Regions from separate parts of the Sus scrofa genome. Here region 1 is linked to region 2. The links are chromatin contacts, called in public HiChIP or PLAC-seq maps. All regions are on one chromosome and are shown on one strand. Each heading gives the region's core, a stretch centred on a gene start, on an enhancer-like site or on the middle of the called end of the contact. The rest is flanking DNA. Distances are from core to core; before and after follow the strand shown.

Region 1 (6,804 bases), core at 2,217-4,716, 650 kb before region 2:
GGAACTCTTCTAGCGGAATCTGCCTTCCCACCGGGACCTTTTCTTTGGCCGCCCGGGGCTCGAAGTCGCCGTACACTTCGGGCGGCTCTTCTGAGAACCTCACTTCCCGCCGGCTGTGGCGCGGCGGCGTAGGAGTTCCGTACGCAGGCGCATCACTGCCGCCGCCATTTTGAGGGGCGAGCCGGGACCTTCCTTCCCTCAGCGGGCCCTGGGCGTGACGTACACCCCCCATCCTTCCCTCACCGGCTCCGCCCGCCGCTCCTCGCTCGCCATAGTTGTTGACGTAGCTTGAGTCGATCGCTAAGATGATTTCGGGGGAGCCTGTAGATTCTTCTCCCTTTGCGGGCGATGGCTTTTCGGGGTAGTGGGCGGTGGTGTCGGCGGTCAGGGAGGCAGTTGAGAGTCGCCCGGGCTGCCGCTGGCGTCGTCGCTGCTGTGCTGCAAACCTGCCTCTGGGCCCATGGTGTGTTCTGAGGGCTGTGGGACAGGCAGTGCCGGTGCTGGGTCAGCTGCCGCGGGTCACTCCCGCCTCTTGGCTGAAGGCACCAAAGAGGAGGAGAAGAGGGAGGAGGACGTCGCTGTTCTCAGCCTTCGGGGAGGAGGAGGGGTGGGGGACGACGGAGAAGGGACAACTGGCTGGGCAAGTAGCCAGTCCTCTGCCCAGCTGCTCGTGGCGACTATTTGTTGCCCGCACGCAGGAGACGCCCGGGCCGGCCCGGCCCCCATACCGAGTCCCTGGGGAAGGCGGGGCGAGACGGGCTCGAGGGGGAGTTTCGGTCCTTGAGCCCAGGCTGTTGCGCACTTTCCCCGCTGCCTTTTTGATCGACTGCTGCCTTAGCCGTACCTTTCCATGTGCCCCTAGCAGGGGTGATAAGAAAGGTACTTTTGCAGGTTTCCTCTCTGCTTGGAGAAAATATTAGTTTCAAGCTCCTCGTGAAGGCAGTTAACCGGTTTTAGGTTTTTAAGTCACAGTTGAGTGTACAAAATCGGATCTACAGGTTGACTCGGGTGGATTCCCGTGTGTAAAATGCACACACAGCGAACATTCCTGGCTTCGGATAAAAACTCTATTCCAGCAGCACTGTTCAGAAACCATGTTAGTGCTGTGTTACAGGCAGAATCGCTTAGGTTTCTGCCTGTTAGGAACTGCACTTAGTTTAGTCTTGTTTATACAATACAGCCAAAGAAACTGAAGGAGTAGCAGCATGGGAAATGACACTTTTTAAAAATCTTTGGTGAAAAGCATCTTCTTCCTCGTCAACCTGCATTAGATATTATTTGGAAATATGTGGGACTTAGATCTTTTCTAACAAAATGCTGGGAAATGTTCACACTTGGTTAGTACCCGCCTTTTATTTTTTAGGCAATAGTTTATAGGTGCCTATTAAATTACTCATTCATATGATAAAGGTTCTGTAATAAAGTCATTAAAGTGTATAAAACTTTATAGGATTACTAATCAGGAATGCATATATTAAGAGCCTCTTTAAAACAGTTGCCAGGACAGGTGACTATATAGAAACTTGGACCTTAACAGTATATTTGCTTAGGATTTTCCCTCTTTTGTCTAGGTAATAAGGATACATAATTCTAGCTCTGCCCTACGTGCCTCCACACCTAGTAATCTTACAAATACCAACTTTCATCACTAACTGAGGTAAAGCTAAACTCTTGTCAAACCAGATGTTCTGCTGTAGATGTTTTCCAGACTACAGGGGTGGCCCAAAAGAGGTGACATTGCATAGACAGTAGATTCATAGCTAATATAAGGGAATTGCTTGGCCATCAATACCAAAAGGAATCATGAGCTCTGGATGTTACTTTAGGAGTTTGAGATATGTGGAGGAATTTAGTGAATCAAAAGAGAACAAGAGAAGAAATGATTAGAACAATGTACTCATTAATTTAAGCGTCTACTAGGATATATGAATACGTATTCATAAGTATATGAATTAAATTAATGAGAGTTTTCTTTACCCTGAGAGAATTTGCCATGTATTAGGGAAGACATGCAAAATAGTAAAATTCAGGTTAAGTGACTGGCATTAAGTGAAATACCTTGCTCTTAGGCCTAGGTCTAGAAATCTAATGTTCTTGACACTGGATTTCTAAGTAAAGGAGCTATTTTAAATGATAATTTTTGAACATGAATTTTTAGTTTAGGGTAACCAGAAATCCTGTTATTTACTGAGAAAGAATTTATCAAGTCATTGTGCATAATATCTACATTTCTGGTCAATAGGGAAATAACTTTGGGGATTGTATCTTGGTAGAAAGAGGTAACATTGTTATTTTTAATAAGGAAAAGATTAAAATATTTAGAGGAAGTAAATTAAAGACATAGGAGTTAGCTGCATTTATTCCCCATCTCACATCAACAGAAAAATATTTTCAAGACTTAATACAAATGAAAACATCTAGCTTGAGATATTATACTGAAATTAAGAAATTAAAACTCAATAAAGTGACTAGAATGTAGTATTCTTCCTCTTATTGTTTGTTGAATTAGAAATTGCAGTCAAACAATTAAAAAGCATCCAAGATGTTCCCAAATCCTGTGTCTTCTGCCAAAAGAGGATGGTTGCAAGGTGAAGACACCAAAAATCAGTTACATGAAGAAGCATTAGTCCAGTTAATATTGGGGGTTATGCTATGCACCAGACAAAAGCTGTTCTAGGTGCTGGGATACAGCAGTAAAAAATAGACCTAAAACCAACCCTCCCTGCCTTGGATTTCATATTCTATGGGAGTCAGATAAAAATTATAGTAAGTAAAATAGTGCGTTGGTCAGAAGTGTTTGGAAAAAAATTAGCAGAGGGGAAGTCGAGATTTATGTAGATTTCTTCTATGCTGTCTTGAATTGGTGCAGGTCAGGAACTAGAATTTTAGACTTGACTTTGCCCAATTAGTTGTTCTTGGGTAAATTGCCATCTCAATTTTCACATAAGATTAATAGATCAGATAATGGCTTTTATTCATCATTTACTACAGTCATTTAGCAGACACTCTTGCGCACTTTAGCTCATTTACTCACAGCCACCTGATGAGGTATGTAGCCTTGCCCCATTGGACACCAGCAAACTGAGGTTTAGATCAGGACAAGCACCTCGTAATGGTAGAGGCCAGGTTCTAAGTCAAGTCGGACTGGTGCTTGCCATTATCATGGGGTAGTGCCCCTCACTGTGTTGCTTCCACTGGTTCTTTGAGCCTATGAACTTTCGGGGTTTTTTTAAGGGAGAATTAGGGTCATCCGACGTCTGGCAGAGAGACGCTCGCCTCCGGGTCAGAGAGCAGCGCGAGTGCGCGCTCACGGCGCCTGCAGCCTCGTGCCCGGGCGCTGGCCGGCGCCGGGGAGTGAGAGGGAGGTGCCGACTGCAGGGAGGAGGGGCCGGCGCCTACCAGTCCCAGCATTCCGCGGGCGCCTGCCCTCCCCTCGGAGGTCGCCGTCACGTGGGCTGGGACGGGGACGACGTTCTGTTCTGCCGCGTCGGAGGGGTGCAGCCCGGCGTTGGGGAGCAGAAAGGACCCTCGAAGGGCTCTCCTGACGTTGACAGTCGACGATTTAAAGCCCCGCTAGAATTTGTAAGTGAGTAAAATGTATATACAACTTTTCCATGTTTTAATATTTGATCTGATATCTTCTTTTTAAATATCTTTCAGAAACGATCCCTCCCCACCCCCACCTCCCTACCGCAAAACCCTTAAACGGAGCAGGTTGGAGGTATATTTTTGTTTTGGAGTGGAAAAAGAGAAACAGAATTGTGTAAACATTAAATAGAGCAAGGTGGGAATAAATGCTTGGTTCGGACTTTGCGATGAGAAGCAGAATTCCTGTAAGGTTCAAATGTAAACGGGCAAACTACCAGTACAGGTGGTGATTACTCTCTTTTCTTCCGTGCTTAACAGGATCCCATCCATTCGTCGTCTTGATCCTTGTAAGATAGTGCCCACCCTCCCGCCCCGCCTTTTAGCCTTAATGGTACTGAAAAGACCAAGTTTGAAGTAAGACTCTATAATTACTAATTTCTTACATAGCGTATAGGTATTCCCAACTGTATTATCATACCTAGTGAGAAAGTTTTCTTCTTTTTCCCTCCTTCAAAAAAGTGTACTCTCTACTAAATCAGTAATGCTTGTTTCGTACACAGATACAGAAATGAGTTATCTTAATCTGATTCAACGTATTTTGTTTCAGTTTTACCTGTCTTTCGGTTTTAAAACATTTTGTTTTGGATCTAGATCCAACATAAACCATTTTGTTTTGGATCCTTTCCTAATCTGTTTTTTAAGAATCGGGGCTGTGGTTGTTATCCATATTTATCAGTTTTGTTTTTCAAGCACAGGGCTCGTATATAAATGGCCAGTGGAAAATAATTTAATTTCAAAAGGAACTAGTGGTAGAGGAACTAAAAACGTTCCTGAAGGCCTTTGTGTAGACTAGAACAGTTGGAAAAACTGACATTTGCTGTGACAATTTTGAGAGCCTCCCCTCAGTAATGTTTATTATGCTGAATGCAGAGTCCACAACTTGATTACCAGTTTTGCTGCTGGTTTATCACATAGCCATACGTGACTCATTTAAGCTCTGTTTCACTTGTTTTTCTTCCTAACGTAGAGATAATACTAGCCCGAGAGTCTCCATAATTCACACATAAAGTAACTTAAGAATTTAACTAATTATTTGAGGATTATTGGGAATTTTAATAATGTGTAGTGTCTGGTATGTAATTTATTTTTGCCTAGGAAACAATTGTAAACTGTATGCAACAGAAATCCAATTTCTCTGAAGTGTCACTTGAACTTCTCAAGGAAAGTTTGCTCAGAAAAGCACAGTTTGCTCTAGGCTTTTAACTTTGTATTTAGAATTGTAATTGTGTTAAAATTTCAGTAATAGTCTATATTTTATGGCTACTACTGTGTCCCCCAAGAGAGAATTCAGTATAGTGATTATCATTTATTATAAGTTTTGCACAGCAGATCAAATATTTATGAATCAAGAAAGAAAATTAAATGGGATAGTTTAAGGACTCAGTAAGTGGAAACAGTTATTAATTGGACTGCTTAACTCTTAACTAATATTAAAGAATTGGCATATGGTTTTGGTAATCAAAATAGAAAGAAAAGGAGTTCCTGTCGTGGCTCTGTGGAGACGAATCTGACGGGTATCCATGAGGACACAGGTTTGATCCCTGGCCTCGCTCTGTGAGTTAAGGATCCGGCATTACCGGGAGCTGTTGTGTAGGCCGCAGACATGGCTTGGATCTGGTGTTGCTGTGGCGGTGGTGTAAGCCAGCAGCTACAGCTCCAATTTGACCCCTAGCCTGGGAACCTTCATATGCTGCAGGTGTGGCCCTAAAGACAAAAAAAGAAAATTCACCTGTAATTCCATTACCTCAACAAATCAAATTATTTTGACTTTTATGTACTCTTTAGCCCTTGACCATGGGTATATATAATCTAAATGTAATAAAATTTTTGAAAAAAATGCAAATTTAAACATTGGTTTGTAAATTTCTCAGAGCTTTAATTATATAAATAGAGCTTTCTGGTTCTGCCTTTGTTCTCATCCGTCTACTGAAGAAACAACGGGACTTTCCTCTAGCCCAGTTTCCTCTTGCTTTCCCCACTCCAAAAAATAAACAACTGTCTAGTTGCACTTTTACTTAATAGTTCAAATAATTATAAACACTTCTTCCTGAGACTTCTTTTGTGTCCCCATAGTTTTAAGGGCTGCACATTTTTCTCTTTAACCCTCATAATGCTGCTTTCATCTAGGTAGTGTTATTCCATTTTGTGGTTAAGAAAACCAGGGAAATGGGGGAGAGTTCACCAAGTCAGGCGCTGGAGCTCTCATTCAGGCCTAGGCAGTCTGACTTTGGAGGACAATGCTGCAAGGGTCTCATATTTATAGATTCACTGTGTGGATGTTGGGTCACATATATAGGCAGGAGTTGATCCTGGAGGCTGATGTGCAACTTCTTTGTATAAGAGTAACAAACAGTATTTGCACTTTATAACTACCATGACCACCACATGTAAAACAAATTTTTCAGAAAAACAAGGGTAGGGATGTGTTTAGTGCCTTAACAGGTGAAGCATTCACTTATGGTTTTATTAGTTGTGGCAGTAAAAATATGATTTAGGAGTTCCCATCGTGGCTCAGCAGAAATGAACCTGACTAGCATCCATGAGGACGCAGGTTCGATTCCTGGCCTCGCTCAGTGGGTTAAGGATCCAGCATTGCCTTGAGCTGTGGTGTAGGTCGCAGACAAGTCTCAGATCTGGTGTTGCTGTGGCTGTGGTGTAGGCGGGCAGCTCCAGCTCCGATTTGACCCCTAGCCTGAGAACCTCCATATGCCACGGGTGCAGCCCTAAAACAAACAAAAATATATACGATTTATACCCGAGACAACTTATTAAGACTAAATGTACCCTTTTAAAATTAGAGATAAACATGGTATGGTATATAGTGACAGGAAACCAGCTTTTCTTCATTGAAACAGTGCTTCTTTAACCTTATAGCAGGTGTCACAATTATCTGGTGAACTTGTTAAAACGAAGATTCCTGCACCAGACCCTCAAAGATTCTGGTCTGGTGAGTCTAGGATGGGACCCAAGAATTTGAGGTTCTGATGAGCTCCCAGGGGATGCTAATGATTTCCAGGTAATGAGTTTCATAAGGAAACAATATTAGTGGTGCTTGTTCTCTTAGTGAAACCCCAGTAGCAGTGGGCACCTGAGCCCTTGTTTTTAAGCACTATCCTCTGATAAAAGGAACCAGGAATTTTTTTTTTTTTTTTTTTG
Region 2 (6,950 bases), core at 1,513-4,012:
CTCTAGGTAGCCCCTTACTGCCGCCAAGACCAGCTCCCGGGCCAGGTGCTGACCGTGCAGTCGCACGCGCAGGTCGGCCTCTAGGCCTAGGGGTGGGAACGAGGCCATTGTGAGAAGGGCCCACAGGCACTGTCCCCTCCAGGCTCCGCGATGGCCAAGAGACGGAGCAGTGAACATCTATCTCTGAGGTGAAAGCCATCCTGTTTGGTGGCCTCCATACAAGAAGCCACCAGGCAGACCTTGCAATGGAAGAGATTCAGGGCTATTTGCTAAAGAGTTTGAGAAATCAAGACTGACATAAGGGAGAGAATGGAATCACTGCTCCGCCCCTTTTTGTCTTTTTAGGGCCGCACCTGCGGCATATGGAGGTTCCCAGGCTAGGGGTCCGATCCGAGCTGTAGCCACTGGCCTATGCCAGCACCACAGCAACGTGGGATTGAGCCACGTCTGCGACCTACACCATAGCTCAGGGCAATGCCAGATCCTTAACCCACTGAGCAAGGCCAGGGATTGAACCCGCAACCTCATGGTTCCTAATCAGATTCGTTAACTGCTGAGCCACGACGGGAACTCCTCATTTTATAATTTTCTTTTTCTTTTGGTCTTTTGTTTTTCTGAGGGCCACACCTGCGGCATATGGAGGTTCTCAGGCTAGGGGTCTAATTGGAGGTGTAGCTGCCAACCTACGCCACAGTCACAGCCACACCAGATCTGAGTTGCATCTGAGACCTACACCACAGCTCATGCGATGCTTGATCCTTAACTCACTGAGCAAGACAAGGGATCGAATCCGCAACCTCATGGTTCACAGTAGGATTCGTTTCCGCTGCGCCACAACGGTAACTCCCTCATTTTACCATTTCAATTCAATCCAGCAAACACCTGCTGAAGGCAGCTAGTGTGTACAAAGCCCTCTGCTAGGCCTTCCTTCCTCTCAGCTGTGAGGTTGCAGGGTTTGGATCATGGCCTCTGGGAGCCATGGTGGAGACAGGGAGGCTGCCAGCTGTGGGCAGAAAGAGGTGGGCGCCCTTCACCCTGACATTTCCCTGAATTGCTTCCCCTCCCTGAAGATTCCTGGCCCTTAGGGCTGTAAGGTCCTACCTGTGAAGTTGTTGATGATCCTACAGTCCCCACTGTCACAGCAGTCCTGGAAGCTGCAGTACCACGTGGTCAGGATATCCAGGTACTGCTGGCCCAGCAGGGGAAGACTCCAGCCTGGAAAAGGAGGAGCTGTGAGACAGGGGCGGTGCCCAGAGTTGAGGAGAGGGAACACTGCCTCCCTACCACCAACCAGGCTCTTCTGTTCTCCTGAGCAGTGCCTCAGCAGGGAGGGTGCAAGACTGGGCGCCTCCAGCTCTGAGGAAGTGGGTGGATGGCCTTGCTACACTACAGATGCAGCTCTAGCTGCAGCAAAAGCTCAATTTACCCAACAAATCAGCCTTAAGCACTTTGTCCAGAATGTAAGAAACCCAGGCCCTGCTGGTCCGGCAGGGAGACAGACAGTAACTGGTGATTATCCTTCTTCCTACTTGCTTTGGATTCCAGAATCATCTGATTATGGCCAACCCCAAGTGTCTCAATACTTTTATCAAATGTCAGTTTGAATATACCCATCAGTAACAAAAACCAAACACAAAGACTAAAACAAAAGACTATACAAAAACCATTCACTTGGAATTTAGAAGGCTTTGAATTTAAATGAAAGATATTTCTAGCAGGGGGACCATTACAGCATTCCTATTCCAGGACCTAGAATTAACGACATCGATTGCAAAGGCGCCTCAGAGATCACCGAGTCCACGACAGTGATGTGACAACACTGCCACACCATTTGTCAGAGACAGAAATCAGAACTCGGTGCGGCGGACTCATAACCCAGGCCCCGGCTCCATAAGCAGCAGAGGAGGAGGAGGGGGAGGTACTTGAAGGGTGTCTCCAACCAGGAACTTTCCTTAAAGCCATGGAGAAGGTGGGCAAGAGCAGCAATTTGGAATGATGCTGCCGGGCCCTCAGTCTGGCCGGAACAGCAGCGCCGCAGGCTAAGGCGCCGGCCTGCGTCCTAGGGCCGGCGCGAGGCTCCGAACTGCACCCCGAAGCACTGTGCCCCGCGCTTCTGCCCGCGCGCCCCCGCCTTCCTGAGCCAGCGAGTCTTACCCAGGGGCCGCGCGGGCGCTTCCTCATCCTTCCCACAGGCCTCGGGCCACAGGCGGCAGCTGAAGAGGGCCCAGTAGCGTCTGGAGAGGGCGCCGGCCGCCCTCAGATGCTCCCGCAAGCGCTGGAAGGCCTTCCAGGCCCGACCCGAGTCCGCCTCTGCCGCCTCGTCCCTCGACCTCGCGTGGTCGCCGTGTCCCCGCGCGCCCGGGGGCGGCGGCAGCAGTAGAAGCAGCAGGAGCCAGAGCCAGAGGCAGAACGGATGCCGCCGGCCGCAAAGCATGGCCAGCCCTGCTACCGCTCCCCTCCGCCGCCCGGCCCTCTCGGCCCTTTGGAGCCCCGGGCTGGCGGGCGGGCGCCGGCACTTCCGAGGCCCTGATTGGCTGGGGATTGGCGTTGCCCTGGGAACCGCAGGCAGCTGAACTCGCCCCCACGTGACCCAGGGCGAACCTGGCGTCCGCCGGGAACCGAAACCGACTGGAGCCCGGGAGGGCATCCAGAGGCCGACTGTGGGTTCCGCCACCCAGCGGGGTCTCGCTGCCAGGCAGCAGTCTATCTGGACGACTGTGGTTGCGAAGAAGTCGAAGTCAGGCCTTGAGATGGCCACTGTCAATCACCCGTTGGTTTCGGGGTCTCTGGTGGCCCATCTGAAGCCCACCAAATTAGGGCACCCATTTTGCCTTGTTTCCTTGGCCGCAGATCATCTTCCGGTCAACCTGTTAGTAGAAACTAGGCAACCATCTCACCCTGGAGCTTGAGTTGCTGGGGAAGTCGGCCCTGGGCCTGGCTCCTCTACAAAGGGAAATGAGAGAAGCAAATGATCAGCGGGTTTCTGCTACAGCTGGGAGTCTACCAAAAGCAAGAGGAAGCTGGTGGGCTGCAGTCTGGAGGTATTTGGGTTTTAGAAACGCCCAGAATCATGGGAAACTCCCAAGGTTTCATGTCAGTGTAACCATAGCCCTTTAAAAACAAGTTAGCTGAGTACTGGGTGCACTTCCTTGGCTAAGTTTGCAGCGTTGAAGTGCTTATGAGGGTGAGCACCTTCTCAGATACCACTGGCAAGACCTGAGGGCCTTTTTCCAGGGACTCCCTTCTCCATAACATGTAAGGAGATTGCGAGATTTCTGAAGAGCTTAATGCATTTTTCAAGATCACCTGAAGCCACTGGCCTAAGCACCACCTTGTCCTAGGAAGAAACTTCTGTCTAGAAATCCTGAGACTTGACTAATTTCATAGGTTCAGTGGCCTTGAGGCTGGGCTCTCCTAGCACCACATCACATCTCACAAATGTCACAGCCAAATTGATTTGTATGTTCATTCCAGTATTTTTTTTTTTTTTTTTTTTTTTTGTCTTTTCTAGGGCCGCACCTGTGGTACATGGAGATTCCCAGGCTAGGGGTCTAATCGGAGCTGTAGCCACTGGCCTATGCCAGAGCCACAGCAACGCAGGATCTGAGCCGCATCTGCGACCTACACCACAGCTCACGCAACGCCAGATCCTTCACCCACTGAGTGAGGCCAGGAACCCGCAACCTCATGATTCCTAGTCTGGTTCGTTAACCACTGAGCCACGATGGGAACTCCTCCAGTCTCTTAGATTACACTCAGTGCCGGCCAGGTCTGCTCCATCCTCAAGAGCTCACCAAATGTGCTCCTGCCTTGCATTCAAACAGCTATAGAGAGCAGATAAGCACCTGTGTGAGAATACCGACAGTTAAATTGAAAAGTAACATTAGGAGTTCCCGTCGTGGTGCAGTGGTTAACGAATCCGACTAGGAACCATGAGGTTGCGGGTTCGATTCCTGCCCTTGCTCAGTGGGTTAACGATCCGGCGTTGCCGTGAGCTGTGGTGTAGGTTGCAGACGCGGCTCGGATCCTGCATTGCTGTGGCTCTGGCGTAGGCCGGTGGCTACAGCTCTGATTCAACCCCTAGCCTGGGAACCTCCATATGCCACGGGAGCGGCCCAAGAAATAGCAACAACAACAACAACAAAAGACAAAAAAAAAAAAAAGAAAAGTAACCTTATATCGTGTCTTAGCCGTTCCGAATAATGGCCGAATTGAACCCAAACCTTCCATAGAGCAGAGGCCACCACACCAGTGCTGTGTTATATGCAATGACACTCATGAAACCCTTCAAAGGACAGTTAACAAGGAACACACAATTACGCTTATTTGGAAATTGAAACTATTAACTCATTCAGTAAATGTTGTTTGAGCATGAATGGCAGTCTAGTATAGTGAGTAACCGAATGGCCCCTACTACTTTTTATGTGTCGCCTTGGGTGTTAAGTAACTGTCATTTGCCTCCGTTTCTCCACCTATAAAATGGAGATAAAAGTCACTTCATAGGGGTGCTGTAAGGGTTAACCTTTATTAGTGTATATGCCCCACCCTGGAGGAGACTCTGGATGGTTTATACAGGAGGCTTTGGAAGACTTTATTTACACTAGTGGACTGTACCGGTGAATTAACTTATGGTGATAAAACAACTAGTCTTTACACTAGTTTCTTTAGGAAAATCCAAGTTTTAAGACTGTGGAAATAATTATATACTTGTAACTTTTATGTAGGGCTAACTGCTAATATTTGAGATGTTTTGATTTGGATTTAACATTTCATAGTACATAAAGCAGGTAGCTTGGAAGTTCTTGGACAAATGATTTGATCTCAAGACATATTTTTCCTAATAAACATTTTTTTCACCAGAGTCGGGCCACAAAGAAACAGTGAACACAAATACCAGTTTTTAGATAAGCCTCTATTTTCAAGAAATTGCTAATATTTCAGTTCTCAGCACTTGGAGGCTCCTGGTTGTAACGCTAGGAGCAAGATCTCATGGATGATGGGGACACCTAGAGGCTCTTATGAAAACTACAGGCAGCTAGGATTCCTTAGCAAGCAAACTCAGCACTGCTCAGGAATGCTCCAAGGACGGGAGGCTTTGGCATTGCCCTGGAGCTTGTTAGAAAAACAGAAACTTAGGCCCCAAACTTAATCAAATATGCATTTTGGGAAGTTTCCATGTGGTGCAGTGGGTTAAGGATCTGGCATTGCCACAGCTGTGGTGTAGTTCAATCTCATCTGCCTTTAAAACAATTTTTGGGTAAAAAAAAAAAAGTCTTTATCTCCAAATAAATTTGGCATGTAAAAAGCAAACTCTGGGAGTTCCTGTCATGCCTCAGCAGTTAATGAACCAGACTAGTATCCATGAGGATGCAGGTTCGATCCCTGGCCTTGTTCAGGGCATTGTTCACAGCATTGCCATGAGCTGTGGTGTAGGTTGCAGATTTGGCTCGGATCTGGCATTGCTGTGGCTGTGGTGTAGGCCAGCAGCTGTAGCTCTGATTAGATCCCTAGCCTGGGAACCTCCATATGCCATGAATGCAGCCCTAAAAAGACCAAAAACAAACAAAAAAGCAAACTCTGAAAACACAAATGAATGTTTCACAGCTCGTCTATGTGCCAGCGGCTCCTTTAACATCCCTGAAATAGAGTAACTGAAGCTTCACGGTGGACTGAGAATTCCTCCCCAGAGACAGCACAGCTGATGAAAACCAGAGGAAAGCCCTGCAGGGATATTTCTGCTGACCCAGGTACTGAAAAGAGAGCACAGGCCCAGGGGACCCTGTATCTTCTGAGCATCCGGCTTGGCATTCCTGGAGTGGGTTCTATGCACAGCCCATGTCAAGCCTGGACCCATCTCCCCTTCCCTCAGTGTAGGTCCTGCCTGCCTCTCTCAACCTCCGGTGAGTCTTTCCTGCTCCTCACTTCCACTCTAATTTATCCAATGCCTGAAGCATCTGGTACCTCATAAGCAGTCTCTTCTGCTAGGACTATGGCTCTTCGAGGGAAGAGACAGCCATTATCATCTCGACGGCACCGGGCACCAGGCCCAAGTGTCTAATGAGGGATGTGACGTCATCCTATCATTGCTTGGGACTTCCACAGCAGTCCACCTACAAAACCCACCCATGCTAATAAGCCGGTGGTTAGGACCATTCTTGTCTGTTTTACAAAATGAGCCCACGACACACCCTCCCTACTCCAGCTGCCTTTTCAGGCTTCAACTCCAGTCTTTCTGGTATGTTTGAGAAACAGATGAAGCCTTAAGGGCTCCAGGGAGTAGCATCCCCACAGGCCTTGTTTACTATAGGGAGTGTACCTACGTCCAGATGGACATTAATCTCTAACCCCCTGTGACTCAGTTTATGGGAAGAAAAGGACAAAGAAACCAGGAGACTTAAGGGACATTTCCACCCCAAGACCCTATTGGACAAGAACTGATACAGGTAATTGAGCAAGGCCAATGGGAGAAAACCACGTCTTTCTGGACCCATGCTAGTACCCCCCCCATAGGAGTTTTTAATGGATAAAAACTCCTATAGGACAACAGAGAAAGGGGGCTCTTCTCCCTGCTCCCAGCAGCCCTGGGAGCTATTTGCTTTCCTTTAATAAAGACTTTGCTGCGGGAGTTCCCATCGTGGCGCAGCAGAAAATGGTGTAGGTTGCAGATTCGGCTTGGATCTGGCGTTGCTGTGGCTGTGGTCTAGGCCGGCAGCTGTAGCTCCAATCAGACCCCTAGCCTGGGACCCTCCATATGCTGGGGGTTCGGCTCTAAAAAAACAAAAGACCAAAAAAAAAAAAAAACAAAAAAAAACTTTGCTTGCTTGCTGCCTTAAAAAAAAAAAAAAAAAAGAAAGAAAGAAAGAAAGAAAGAAACAAATGAAGCCTGAAATCTCTCCCGGAAAAGGATCCTCTGAGGTGAGTCAGGGAGTAACATGTACTCACCGCAGCCT

Evidence for each region. HiChIP or PLAC-seq counts read pairs in DNA pulled down with a chosen protein or histone mark.
Region 1: an H3K27ac HiChIP or PLAC-seq map of skeletal muscle shows a contact between it and region 2, with 3 times the contacts expected there. The contact joins the promoter of LOC100738642 here to the promoter of TOR3A in region 2. A contact is called at or near these places in 2 of 5 promoter capture datasets (fetal skeletal muscle and liver), 3 of 47 Hi-C or Micro-C datasets (heart right ventricle, liver and skeletal muscle) and 2 of 2 datasets of contacts at active chromatin or transcription factors (alveolar macrophages and skeletal muscle).

What each region holds. Positions count from the first base shown.
Region 1 is chr9:121,509,441-121,516,244 of Sscrofa11.1, reverse strand. It overlaps LOC100738642 (torsin-1A-interacting protein 2), which reads left to right and starts at 3,466. Exons shown (of 2, transcript XM_005656744.3): 1 at 3,466-3,582. TOR1AIP1 (torsin-1A-interacting protein 1) reads right to left here and starts at 554. Exons shown (of 11, transcript XM_021063744.1): 1 at 210-554; 2 at 1-207. The coding sequence starts at 273. It also overlaps a transcript of TOR1AIP2 not described here.
Region 2 is chr9:120,855,646-120,862,595 of Sscrofa11.1, reverse strand. It overlaps TOR3A (torsin-3A), which reads right to left and starts at 2,762. Exons shown (of 6, transcript XM_003130340.5): 1 at 2,155-2,762; 2 at 1,102-1,215; 3 at 1-86. The coding sequence starts at 2,647.